Linked DNA regions of Mus musculus: region 1 is linked to region 2. A link is a contact called in public HiChIP or PLAC-seq data. All regions are on one chromosome and are shown on one strand. Each heading gives the region's core, a stretch centred on a gene start, on an enhancer-like site or on the middle of the called end of the contact. The rest is flanking DNA. Distances are from core to core; before and after follow the strand shown. Region 1 holds the start of Apon (apolipoprotein N). Region 2 holds the start of Cdk2 (cyclin-dependent kinase 2).

Region 1 (6,392 bases), core at 1,629-4,128, 450 kb before region 2:
CTTGACCCTCAACCAGCCTTCAAGGGTCAGCTCAGAACTTGCACAGAGAGGCAATCTTACTGCCTGTCTGACCCAGGAAGTGGGAATAGTTGCTCGGGCGCCCAGTCCAGTGGCGCTTTAACATCTTGCCCGGCCGCTCCCCTCGCGCCCCCATTGACTCTGAGTGTGGATCTCACAGGCTAACTTTTTACATGGCCCAGATCCTTCCCTGTATTCATTGCTAATAGCTGTATTCACAGTGAATGTGACCTGGTGTAGCACTGAGCTAGGTGCTGGGTGTAAGTCCAATTCACAACTCCTGTGGGTCATTCCTGGTTGGGGGGGGGGGTCATGCTTACTCAATGACTGATAGAGCAGAAGAGTGGCCAGAAAGGCCGGTCCTCCCTGGCAGCGATCTCACCTGCTGTGTACCTGTAGGAAACCTTCTGGAGAATTCCAGCCAAACTGAGCTCCACCCAGCTTCGGAGGGTGGCTGCTTCTTTGAGTCAGCAAGAAAACGAGGAGGAAAGGGAAGAGGAGCCAGAGCCAGGAGTCCCCGGAGAGCAGGGTCCCAGTGAGGAGCACCGGACAGAAGCCCTGAGAGCCCTTCTGTCAGCCCGTAAGAGGAAAGCAGGCCTGGGGCCTACAGAAGGTAAAGTGCCATGGCCCCCGCTTGGTGACTTACTCTGTGCCACCGTGTGGCGTGAGGGCTGTTGAGACGATGCAGGGCCGGTTCCCGACTGTGTCTTACATCACTGCAGAGGAGGCCACTGGGGAGGAAGAATGGAACTCAGCGCCCAAGAAGCGGCAACTGCTGGACAGCGACGAAGAGGAAGATGATGAGGGGAGGAGGCAAGGTAGGGACTCTTGTCTTCAGTGGAGACACTGGCCATTTGCCTTATCCTTTTACATACTTAGATGCTTTCCATTTCTGTCTCTTACCTGTCATTCCCATGGCAGCAGTGTCGGGAACGCCAAGAGTCCACAGGAAGAAACGGTTTCAGATTGAGGATGAGGATGACTGAAAGCCAGATGTGTTTGACCGATGTGAGTTGGAGGCACAAAAGCTACTTTTGCCTGCGTTGGAAGCAATCTTCTCTACATTGACAGCCCAGGAATTTTAGGCAGCAGTGTTGGGTGGAGTCTTTGCGGTCAGTCCTTGCCCCAGGTTCATCAGCGTGCACAGCCGGTCTCTGGGTCCGTCTCGTAGCAAATGAAGAGTGGCGAAAGGTTCAAGGTGGCTTGTCCTCCTCTAAGGACTGCGTCTTGGCTTCTGACGGGGAGCTTTATAACCCAGCACGGTTGTTCATTCTGTCCTCACAAAGCACTGGATTGCTCCCATTTTCTTTCTTTCATCCCAGGACACATGATTGAACCCGTTTCTACAGTTGAGGGAGAGCTGGGATGCACCACTCTCAAGCTGACAAGCATCCCTGATTTGTGTTTCATATTAAATGTGTACAATTAACAGTTGCTCATCTCAGAGCGGCCAGCCAGCCATCTGTTGTGTCTTCGGAAGAACTTTTAAGAGTAAAATTAAAAGACATGTCCTGAACTGAGCTTGGTAGTGTGAGCTAATCCCATCGTGTGGGAGACAGAGGCAAGAGAATTGCCATGAGGGAGAGGAAAGAGTCATATAGCCCTACGCGTGGGCCAATAAATGTAATTTAAAAAATCAGCTTGATAATAAATATAATTTTTAAAAAAAGAGACTTTTGTTGTCTTCCTCCTCCTCTTCCTTCTCCTCCTCCTCTTCCTCTTCTTCCTCCTCTTCCTCTTCTTCCTCTTATCCACAAGTAACAAGATGCTTCATCTTGCTGACCACAGGGTACATGCCTGTTGGTTCAGCTCCTCATGAGGCTTTGATAAAATCTCAAAAAAAATCCCTTTTACCCACGAGTCTGAGACTGTGTCTTGAAACAAAACAGGTATGGTGGTGGCTCATGCCTATAATCCCAGCACTCTGGAGACTAAAGCAAGAATACTTAGACTATATAGGAAGTTAGGCCAGCTTAGGTTATAAAGTGTCCAAAAAAATTAGAAGGCAGCCAGAAGAGTGATGGTAGCTCATACCTTTAATCTCAGCACTTGGAGGCAGAGGCCTTGTGTTCAAGGCCAGCCTGGTCTACCTAGCTCCAGGGCAGCCAGGACTATCTCAACAAAAAAGTAAATAGGGGTTGGAGAGATGGTTCAGTGGTTAAGAACATGTAAGACTCTCTCCAAAGGAGTAGAATTTTTAGTCCTTGCAACCATGTCAGGTGGCTTACAACTGGCTGTAACTCCAGCTCATCTGGCCTCTGTGGGCATTCGCCTTGAATCCCAGCACTTAAAAGGCAGACACAGGCATATCTCTGAGTTTGAGGCCAGCCTGGTCTACAGATTGAGTTCTAGGACAGCCAGGGCTACAAAGAGAAAGCCTGTCTTGAAACAACAACCACAAAAACCTTACCAAACAAACAAAAAAAACAATAAAGGTAAAAACTCAAAAGACTGCTCTGGTAATAACTTGATTTGATTTGCTGTAGGTTCTATTTTTCAAATTTTTTGATTGGGAAATCTTTAAAGTAAACATGACACATGGACTGGGAATGTAGCCCAGTTGGTAATGTGCTTGCCTAACATGCATAAATCCTTGGAGTTGATTCCCAGTACCACGGCAACTGCACCTGGTTGCAGATTCCCATAAATCCCCGTACTGGGGTTATAGTGGCAGAAGGATCAGAATCCAAGGTCATCCTTGGCTAACTAGTTGAATTCCAAGCCAGCTAGGGCTACAGAAGGCCCAGTCTCAAAAGAGAACAAACTTTCCACTGCCTAGAGGCTACAGAGACTGGACTATGGTCTAGGGACCGCCTAGCCACAAAGGAGGAGCCTTGCCTGTCAGGATGGGGCAATAGCTGGTCAGATAAAGTCTACCCAAAGAGAGGTGGTAAATACTTGTTTCCAGTCATCACCTACAAGAAGTTAACCTCTGGAAGGTAGCCGCTCCAACTAGGGACCTACTGAGTGAGACAGAGAACCACTTCATTCCTCTGCTGCTTGCCAGACAGGTGAGGGTAACAGCCTCTAAGAGGCCCCCTCTTATGTCCAGGGAAACTGAAGTCTCTAATGACCAGGACTCTACCAAACTCTGACCATTCTTGGTGCCTGTTCCTGTTGAATATTTGCGCCCTCCTCACCTGAGCTCTGCTCCTTCACAACAGGGCTGTCCTGTGGACCCACCATGATCCAGGCTGCATTGCTTCTTGGCTGTATCTTACTGTCCCCGGTGACCGCCTTTCCGTGGAAGACGCAGAATGGCAGCCTGCCAGCCGTCACAAGAACTGAACCCACATCAAATGTGCTCCCCAACAAGATTCCTCCTCCAACCCCCATTACCTGTCGGGACCTCTTGTACACGGTGCTCCCCGCTGCTCCTCTGTCTGAGTTCTTGTCCCTCTTAGCCCTGAGAGTTGTCCTGGAAAACATTGGCTGCCCTGCCGAGGCCTACAGTCTGCAGCTTCGGATCAGTGAAATGGGAGGAAAAGACAGCGCGGAAACCCTGGTCCTCCAGAGTCAAAAGAGTAGCCAGGAGGAAGGGATCGGCAACAATGAAGTCATTCTGAGGCATCTGGTGCCATCCCCTGGGGATATGAGGAGGGTCCGGCGCTCAGTTACCCTGCCTGAGGCGTGCACCTATGAACCCGGGTGGGTGTTGTACGATATGGCCCAGGTGCTGCTGGAGACGGCGAACAAGCTCCCTCCTATTGACCTAGTAAGAGAGTTCAAGGCCTCTGTAGTCAATGTCACCCAGCACTGTACCATGGAGTCTTGGGAAAGTATGAATGAAGTAGCCAGGAGGCTGATGAGTAGCCCAGAACTTAAAGACGCCAAGATTCCCGTTGAAGATCGAGTATACCTCGTTGCTCAGCTTGCAGTCGTTTTAAAGCGTATTTTTGTGAACCTTGTGTGGGAATATTTTCAGACCTATTTTGGATAGACACGGCCTCCTAGGCATGGAATGAACTTTCTCATAGCCCTTTAGTAGGTGTGCACACAGCAGCTGCCCACGGTGTGTAGCTAGACGCTGGCTGCATTTTACAAATTCATACATTGTCTTCCTTTGATCCTAATGTGTGAAGACACTTGATATGACTTCAGTCTTTCAGTTTCTAAATGCTATGGGTATTGCAATTTCCCTCTTTAATACTTTTTAATTCCTTGCTTAATGCTTTTTAATTTCCCAGCTGAATTCTGGGCCTTGGTTGTATTCATATTGTTTTGGGATATTAAGGAAAGGAAGGTTTGTTGTTTTGTTTTGTTTTGTTTTTGAGACAGGGTCTGCCTGGGTAACTCTGTCTATCTTGGAACTCAGAGATCCACCTGCCTTTGCCTCCACCTGCTGAGATTAAAGGTGTGCACCACCATGTCTGTATTTGTTCTGGTATTTTGAGATTGTCTTGCTTTGTGGCCATTGCCCTTACTATATAGCCCAGGCCAGCCTCAAATTTATGGGACTCCTACTTCAGCTTTCCAAGTGCTAGAATTATAGACCTGTGCCCTCACTTCTGTTTTTGTAGTGTTGGGGTTGAACCCAGGGACTCAGGAATACTAGACAAGCCGTTCACCACTAAGCCTACTTCTGTTAATTCTTAAACTGATGAGACAAATAAAAAGCTGCTTCTATGTTGAACTCACTGATTTGGGAGCTTTAAGGAAGTTTAATATAAATTCATAGCTCCAGCTGGCCCAGAACTCAGTACAAAATTCATGCTAGCCTTGAGCTTGGAGTGGTCCTCTTGCCTCGGGCTGAAACGTTCTTGCCTGACTTCCAGGATTTCTCGACTGGGTTTCTGTGGTTCCTTCTGTACCTAGAGAGGGCTGTGCGGGGGGGACACAGAGCACATTCCAATGTCTTGAGCCAAAGATTTGAGCAATGCGTTCAAATGGGCACATTCTTGTAGAGAAACAGCCATTTCACATATTCATGGGACTGGGGGCTAGATAGGGTCCACACCTCTTCGAGCTGTCTCAGCTCTCGCCAGTGGGACCGCACAGGACTCTGGGGATTCCTGTCACCTATGGAAGTGGAGCAGTGTAGTGATGGACACACACCAAGTCAAACAGTTGTCATTCCCGTTTCCTTTTTAATTTTTTTATTGTATTTATTATTAATAGAGTGTGTGACGATGTGTGTGAACATGTGGTTGTATGGGCCGGCACTCCTGAGCCACAGAACACGAGGAGGTCAGGGGTGTGTGCAAGTCAGAGGACCGCAGTCATGAGTCACTGTTCTCATTCCCTGTGGGTTCTAGTGACTACACCTCCGTCCCCAGGAGTGACGGAGGCACTTTTACCTACTGAGTCATCTTGGCCACCCCCAACTCTCACTTCTTGGGCCTAGCTTAAAAGGAACAAAAGCCGAGGGTTGATGGTTGAGATATTGTACCAGACTACCATCTGAGCCAAATTGCTGCAGACCCTGCTTGCAAAGGACCACCATAGCTGGGCTTATTGATGGCTGACCTTTCCTGACAGGAGAGACAGAAAAGGTCACAGGCCCTCATCTGAGTATCTAGCCACTCCTCCCAGACAATTACAGGTAATTCGGCCCTACTTGTACATAGCCTCAGAATTTCAGGGAAAGGTTAGAGAGTATTAGCTAGGAGCTGTAGAAGAAGGGGTTGGGGGGATGGGAGGAGTAGGGGGCGCATCTAAGCAAAGTGGAGAACCATCACCCTTGCTGGGGCCACTGCTTTAGGGTCACCCATGTTCTGTAAGTAACCCTAATAAACTCATTTAGCTCCCAGAGTTAAATTGGTGGAATGGGATGTTGGTTTGTCACTGGGACTTTATGAGGACAGATGTTGCCTCAATTGAGCCCTAGGCACTCTTCAGACCATCGCCCAAGGGAAGCAGTTTGGGAGCTGGTGTCATACTGCATGGCCTGATCCAGCTAGGCCTCACCTAAGACTCCTGGCCTGCAGTCACCACCTCCTGCTGTATTTATTGCCATTTCTTACAGACCCAGATTAAAACATGGTCTCCCCCTTTTCCTACTTTTTTTTTTTTTTTCACTTCTGGGGATCTTATTTGTTTTGTTTTATTTTGTGTTTTTTTCAAGGCAGGGTTTCTCTGTGTAGCCCTGGCTCTCCTAGAACTCACTCTGTAGACCAGGCTGGCCTTGAACTCAGAAATCTGCCTGCCTCTGCCTCCCAAGTGCTGGGATTAAAGGCATGCACCACCACTCCCTGGCACTTCTGGAGTTCTTATACTAGATCCTGCTCCCAAATTCTTGCTCAACCGTATCCTTTCATCTGACCCTCCCCTGACTCCAGACTATCTGCTGTCGCCTAAGCTGCAGGCTGTGGTATAAAAAGGCATGTGGGTTTTTTTTCTTCAATCAGATAGGAAGGGGACACCTAGCCTCTTAG
Region 2 (5,980 bases), core at 2,252-4,751:
CCAGGCAGTGGTGGCACACGCCTTTCATCCCAGCACTTGGGAGGCAGACGCAGGCAAGCGGATTTCTGAGTTCAAGGTCAGCCTGGTCTACAGGGTGAGTTCCAGGACAGCCAGGGCTACGCAGAGAAATCCTGTCTCGAAAAGCTTAAAAAAAAAAAAAGGGGGGGGGGGGATTTATTATTTTTTTATTCCAATAACGTGCATATATGCACGTCTATGTAGGTGTCCACAACTGTGCAGTGCCCTCAGAAGCCAGAAGAAAGTGTCTGATGCCTTGGAGCTGGAGTTAGGGGTGACTGCAAACTGCCAGACACGGGCTCTGGAAACTTAACTCAGGTCATCTGCAAGATTATATGCTCCTAACTATTAAGCCATCTGTCTATCCAGTAGTGTAATACTAAATCCCCAGATTTGGGACCTTCCTGGAAAATCTGAGATATTTAGACAATACAGCAACCAGTTTTCCTGGCCTAGTATCTGTCCAGGCAACCTTGTATGAATTCAGTGCATATCTTAAGACCCTTTGGGTAAAAGTTAGAGCCACGGCTCAGCAGTTAAGAGCACTTGTTCTTGCAGGGAACCCAGGTTCAATTCCCAGCACCCATATGACAGCTTACTACAATCTGTAACTACAGTTCCAGGGTATTAGAGTATCAGACACTTTCTTTTGACTTCTGTGAGCACCAGGTAGGTGTGTGGTACAGATATACATGCAAGCAAAACACTTATACACGTAAATAAAGACCCTTGGGTTGTCAGAGATTCCATTTACCAAGGAACTCCTGCCCCAGAACTCTGGTAATTTCTGAATGCTGTTATGAACATCTCCCAAGACTGTAAAAGAAAACCATAAAGGGACTTACCTCATGAGTGTAAGTTCGGACAGGGACTCCAAAGGCTCTTGCTAGTCCAAAGTCTGCCAGCTTGATGGACCCCTCTGCATTGATAAGCAGGTTCTGGGGCTTAAGGTCTCGGTGAAGGACACGGTGAGAATGGCAGAAAGCCAGGCCCTGGAGCAGCTGGAACAGATAGCTCTGACAAAGGAGAGGGGGAGGTTTGTTTCTCCATCACAATGAGCAGATACGACTTATTCTTTGTCCTCAAAATTCAATAAAGTCTTAACTATGTTAGATGAGAACTACACTATACATTTTTGGGGAGGTTGTTTAATTCTTTAGTTACATTTTATTTCTTTATTTAGAGGGGGCAGGGGCATGCCACAGCGCATGTGTGGAAGTCAGAGGACAATTTGCAGAAGTTCCGTTTTCTTCTTGTGTGGAACCTGGGGGTGGAGTTCAGGCCATCAGGTCATCAGGCTTGGAGGCAGGCTCTTTTACCTGCTGAGCTATCTTGTCAGCCCTGTTTGTTTTTAAAGATATTATTGTCTTCCTGGCCTAGAACTTTGTAGCTTGGCTTCCTCTGTACTTACACACATCCTTCTGCCTCAGCCTACCAAGTGTTAGGATTACAAGCACGAACCAACACACATAAGTACAACACAACCACACATTTAACAACAATGTCTTTCCACTGAATTTTCAGCCTGCCAAGGATATATAGACCAGATACTACTCAAGTTTTGCCTTCCTTTCAATACCCTGTGGCTAGCGCATTGACGGTGCTGAACTGTGTGTCGAATATGTACTTGCTGATACATTCAAAGTAGTTCTAGGAGTGGGCCCAGCTCAAAAACAGACAACAGAGACTCACTGGTTACATTTCCCATATCACAGGTAAAAGAATTTTTTCAAGGAACCCACCACCACCACTGCCCTCAATATCCTTTATCTGAGCCAAGCAGTGGTGGCGCAAGCCTTTAATCCCAGCACTTGGGAGGCAGGTGGATTTCTGAGTTCGAGGCTAGCCTGGTCTACAGAGTGAGTTCCCAAACAGCTAAGGCTATACAGAGAAACGGGGGGTGGGGGGGGGGTGGGGGGTGTCCTTTATCTGAGTGTTATCTGATCTCCTTCCACCTGAGCTGCCGGCTCATAGAAGCTCCTCAATTTTGATTCTTCTGTCCATCCTAGGGTTAATGACTAATGAGTAGGAGAAGGTGGAGTGTCTGAAGTCTGAGAAAAAGCCAAAATAAATTACCAGACTGAATTACCTGCCTCTAGTTTTCCCTAAAATTTGTGGGCTGTCACTGAACAGGGTTACCTTGATGAGGGGAAGAGGAATGCCCGTGAGAGCAGAGGCATCCATGAATTTCTTGAGGTCCTGGTGCAGAAATTCAAAAACCAGATAAAGCTTATTTTCTGTGTGGATGACATCCAGCAGCCTGCAAGAGAAGGTCCAGGAAATGGAGTTGAAGGAGAGAAATTCTGAGGCTAAGCAAGCAGAATTCGTCATAGTGATCATCTCTCAGAGCAGACTTACTTGACGATATTAGGGTGATTAAGTTCCTTAAGGAGAGAGATCTCTCGGATGGCAGTACTGGGTACACCTTCAGTCTCACTTGGAGAGGTTGGGAAAACAGAGACAAGAATACGGTTACAAACATCATTCTCTCAGGGATACACAACCCCCAGCCCCCTTAGGAAGGCAGACAGGAGAGGTGCTGTGAGGAGTTAATTTCTGGGTAGTTAGGGTGTGGCTTTTAGACATATTTAAGGCCATTATTTCCTCTTTTTCCAGTGAAAGGTAAGAAGAGCCTCCAGGTGAATGAAAAGCAGAAGAAAGGTAATAGGGGAGTGGGGTGAGAGTAGCTCCCGGCCTCCCCTGAGGGCCAGTGAATCTCAACTGCCATTCTTTTGAAAGAGAGTGAGGGTTCTAAGTATGGTGCTGGAGCAGTGAGGAGAGCTCTCCATTCAGAAAGGAACTTTTCTCTGGTTACCACATAACCCAACTCCACGAACAGCCCTGGACCCCTCCTATCCCGGGCTCCCACCCCACAACTTTCTCTTCCCAAGTCTCTCGGCTAGCAGATTTGGGAGCACACCGGCTGGAGCACTGCAAGAAACTTTCCCCTGGATTCCAGCCCCGGACAGTCTCCTCCGGTAGAGCCTCCACGGTCGGCCAACCCACCGCTCGCTTCACGCGTCCCTCCCTCCCTCCCCGCTACCTTCCGGTCCGGGGACGCTACCCGCCTGTTGGGGTAGGGGGTTGGGAGGGGGACAGCCAAGAGGTCCGGGCAAAGGAGTTCCGGCTCCGGAGGCCACTCACGTGTCGAGCCGGATCTTCTTAAGCGCCACAACTTCTCCCGTCAACTTGTTTTTGGCTTTGTACACCACTCCGTACGTGCCCTCTCCAATCTTCTCCACCTTTTGGAAGTTCTCCATGGAGCGCTAGTGAGGCGGCTCAGGCCCCCGGGAGCGGGGCCCGGGAACCCTGACGAAAGCGGGCCCGACACTCGGAGCGGAGGACCTGGGGGACCCCGGGTGAGCACGGCAGTCCCAGCTCGGGATGGAACGCAAGGAGAGCTCAGCCCTTGACAATTTGTCCAACTTGAAACAATGTTGCCGCCTCCCCCACTGCTCCAGACGGCCATCCGAGACCCCGCCCCTCCTTCCCGCGTTTCCCTGGCCCCGCCCCCCGCCCTTCCGATTGGTTCACGTCACGAGGGCGGACCGGACCATCGCGCTCCCGCCTCAGAGGCCCCGCCCTGGGCGGGCGAGCCGCGGGGCAGCTGCACAACTTTCCCGCAGTTCCTGGTTTAGGCTCCGCAGGCCGGAACTGGTGGTGTTTCTGGTCTACGGATTTCCTTACCTTTCCCTCACAATTTTCACCACCCCTTGGGTGAGATTAAAATTCCACCTGGACAAGAGAGTCTCTTTTAAAAAGCAAAACCTGGGAATCTTTAAAAGAAAAAGAATAATGTATTTTATTTTAAATGGTGTGTGGGTCTGTGTGTCTGCATTTAAGTTTTCACAGAAGCAGCAGGTGCCCTGGAGCTGAGGTTCTAGGCGGTCGTGAGCCTAACTTGGGTGCTGGAGCTGAACTCTGGTCTTCTGCAAGAGCGGCTTGCGCTCTTAACAGCGGTGCTGTTTCTCCAGCACTCTCGCCTGCTTTTTGGAAACATCTCATAATGCAGCCCTTGTTGGCTGGAATGCGTTCAAAAGTCCAGGTTGTCTTCGAACTCACAGAGATCCGTTTGTCTCGGTCTCCATGTGGGGCACAAAATCCGGTCTCTCTCTCTCTCTCTCTCCCACACACACTCCCTCCTTCTCGCCTCCCTCCGCTTTCTTTTTATTTTTCTGAGACAAGGTTTCTCTGTGTAATCTTGGCTGTCCTGGAACTCTAGTCCAGGCTGGAAAATCGGGACTCTTATTGTAAAGGATTCTTTGGCTAGATAATAGAGTCGTTTCTCAGCCTAGCTTAATACTGTCTCACTGTTTCGGGGTTCATTGGCTGCCTGTGTTGTTTTATTGCTGGCAATCTACCCTCCCAGCCCCTTCTGGATGCTTTTGGATAAAGGTGCTGTTTCTGTCTTAAGGATCTCTTGGTTTGACACAATTCTCTTCACTCTGTCTTGCTGAATTGTGACTGTTAAGTATGTGAATTGAGGCTGCCCATCAGTGAACTCTTTCCAGAATAAGTGTGTCAGTGAATGTGACCCAGCGAAACCAGAAACTGTCATTGAGCTGTGTGGGATGAAATCAGTTCTGGCCCTTTCCTTCTTCCCAGGTTTCCCCTCCTCTGGAGGGAGAGGAGGAAGGCCTATGCAAATGACCATCCCTTTCTATATAGGGGCTCGCTCCCACCCCCTGGTACCTTTGGCTGCTGGCAAGAGGACCACTATGGGTGTCCAGAGAAGGAGCTTCCTTCCCGTGCTTGTGCTGAGTGCTCTGCTGGCTGTGGGGGCCCTAGAAGGTGAGTGTGGGTGGGTGGTCAGGAGCAAGTGCTATTAGCAATTGAACACCAGCTCTGGGTTTCCCCCTTCTAATCAGACAAGTCAAAATACTTTAGGCTTGTCCTATTTGATTTTAGTGAAGATATGGTTTTGTTTGGTTTTTTTATTTGTTCAAGACAAGGTCCAGTGTAGCCCAGGCTAGCCTCAGATTCACTGTGTACCCACGGATGAACTCAAACTCCTCATCTACCTCCTAAGTACATACTTAAACCGTTGTGCCCAGCTTTAGATGTGAACCTTAGGATCAAGCATAGAGGTATCCCTATCTGATGCAGGGGGCAGAAGGCATGGCACTAATTCTGAGGCTGCTTGGAGCACTCAGCGAAATAGGGGCTCCAAGGAGGTGACATGGTGACATGTCCATGGTGACATGGAGATCCTTTGGGTAATATCTTAAATGCAGTGATAGGAGATGTAAAGTAGAGAGAAAAAGAGTAGGGTATTCAGGAAGGCCAAACTGACAGACCACCTCTGCATCAGGGGTGCGGATGGATGAATGTATCCCAGGCTTGTCTCAGAAGGGTCTCAGCTGAGCATCACATGAAAGGACTCTGGGGGATTGAGACCTCGTGACAGGAGCAAGAGGAGGGAGTTAAGGATGGCGAGAGGGTCTGGAATGTCCCGTGCTGCTGAGGAGGGAGAGTGGGCAGTCAAAAAGAATGGTGCGTCTTATGACTGTTCTTGCTTCAGTGGTCAAGCGCTCCCTGAGATGAACATAGAACAGCCCCCCCCCTCCCCCCTCCCAGCAGAACCCTGGGCTTCCTGTGGACGTTAGAATTGGGTTAAGGACACTTCTCTGTGCTGTAATATATTATATATATATTACATACATACACATTATATATATCTGGTTTCTTCACTTGTACTATAATTTCTCTTTTCTTTTCATTACTTTTCTGAGATGTTGTTTGCGATGTTCTGTTCATACCCACACATCTGAGTGAGGCCCTTAAGATACTCTGCTTGCATTTCACACACTGACTTTAGTTTTTGTTTGGGGGCTGTCCCCCCACCACTACCATGTGAGTCTGGGGAACAAACTCAGGTTGTCAGGCTGGGCAGAAAGCCTCTTTACCCCATAAGCCACCTCACTTGTCCAAGAGTTTCTTCTAAATACATATTTTAGACAAA

Evidence for each region. HiChIP or PLAC-seq counts read pairs in DNA pulled down with a chosen protein or histone mark.
Region 1: a contact with region 2 is called in an HNF4G HiChIP or PLAC-seq map of pancreatic cancer cells. The contact joins the promoter of Apon here to the promoter of Cdk2 in region 2. A contact is called at or near these places in 3 of 39 promoter capture datasets (the C10 cell line, cranial neural crest and pre-B cells), 2 of 115 datasets of contacts at active chromatin or transcription factors (bone marrow-derived macrophages and pancreatic cancer cells) and 1 of 9 other capture datasets (liver).

The regions. Positions count from the first base shown.
Region 1 is chr10:128,251,253-128,257,644 of GRCm38.p6, forward strand. Apon (apolipoprotein N) reads left to right here and starts at 2,879. Exons shown (of 2, transcript NM_133996.3): 1 at 2,879-3,029; 2 at 3,183-4,649. The coding sequence starts at 3,203. The coding sequence ends at 3,958. It overlaps Timeless (timeless circadian clock 1), which reads left to right. Exons shown (of 29, transcript NM_001164081.1): 27 at 418-631; 28 at 741-836; 29 at 940-1,689. The coding sequence ends at 1,004.
Region 2 is chr10:128,701,550-128,707,529 of GRCm38.p6, forward strand. Cdk2 (cyclin-dependent kinase 2) reads right to left here and starts at 3,502. Exons shown (of 8, transcript NM_183417.3): 1 at 3,163-3,502; 2 at 2,377-2,454; 3 at 2,158-2,278; 4 at 864-1,034. The coding sequence starts at 3,278. Pmel (premelanosome protein) reads left to right here and starts at 4,709. Exons shown (of 11, transcript NM_021882.4): 1 at 4,709-4,809. The coding sequence starts at 4,737.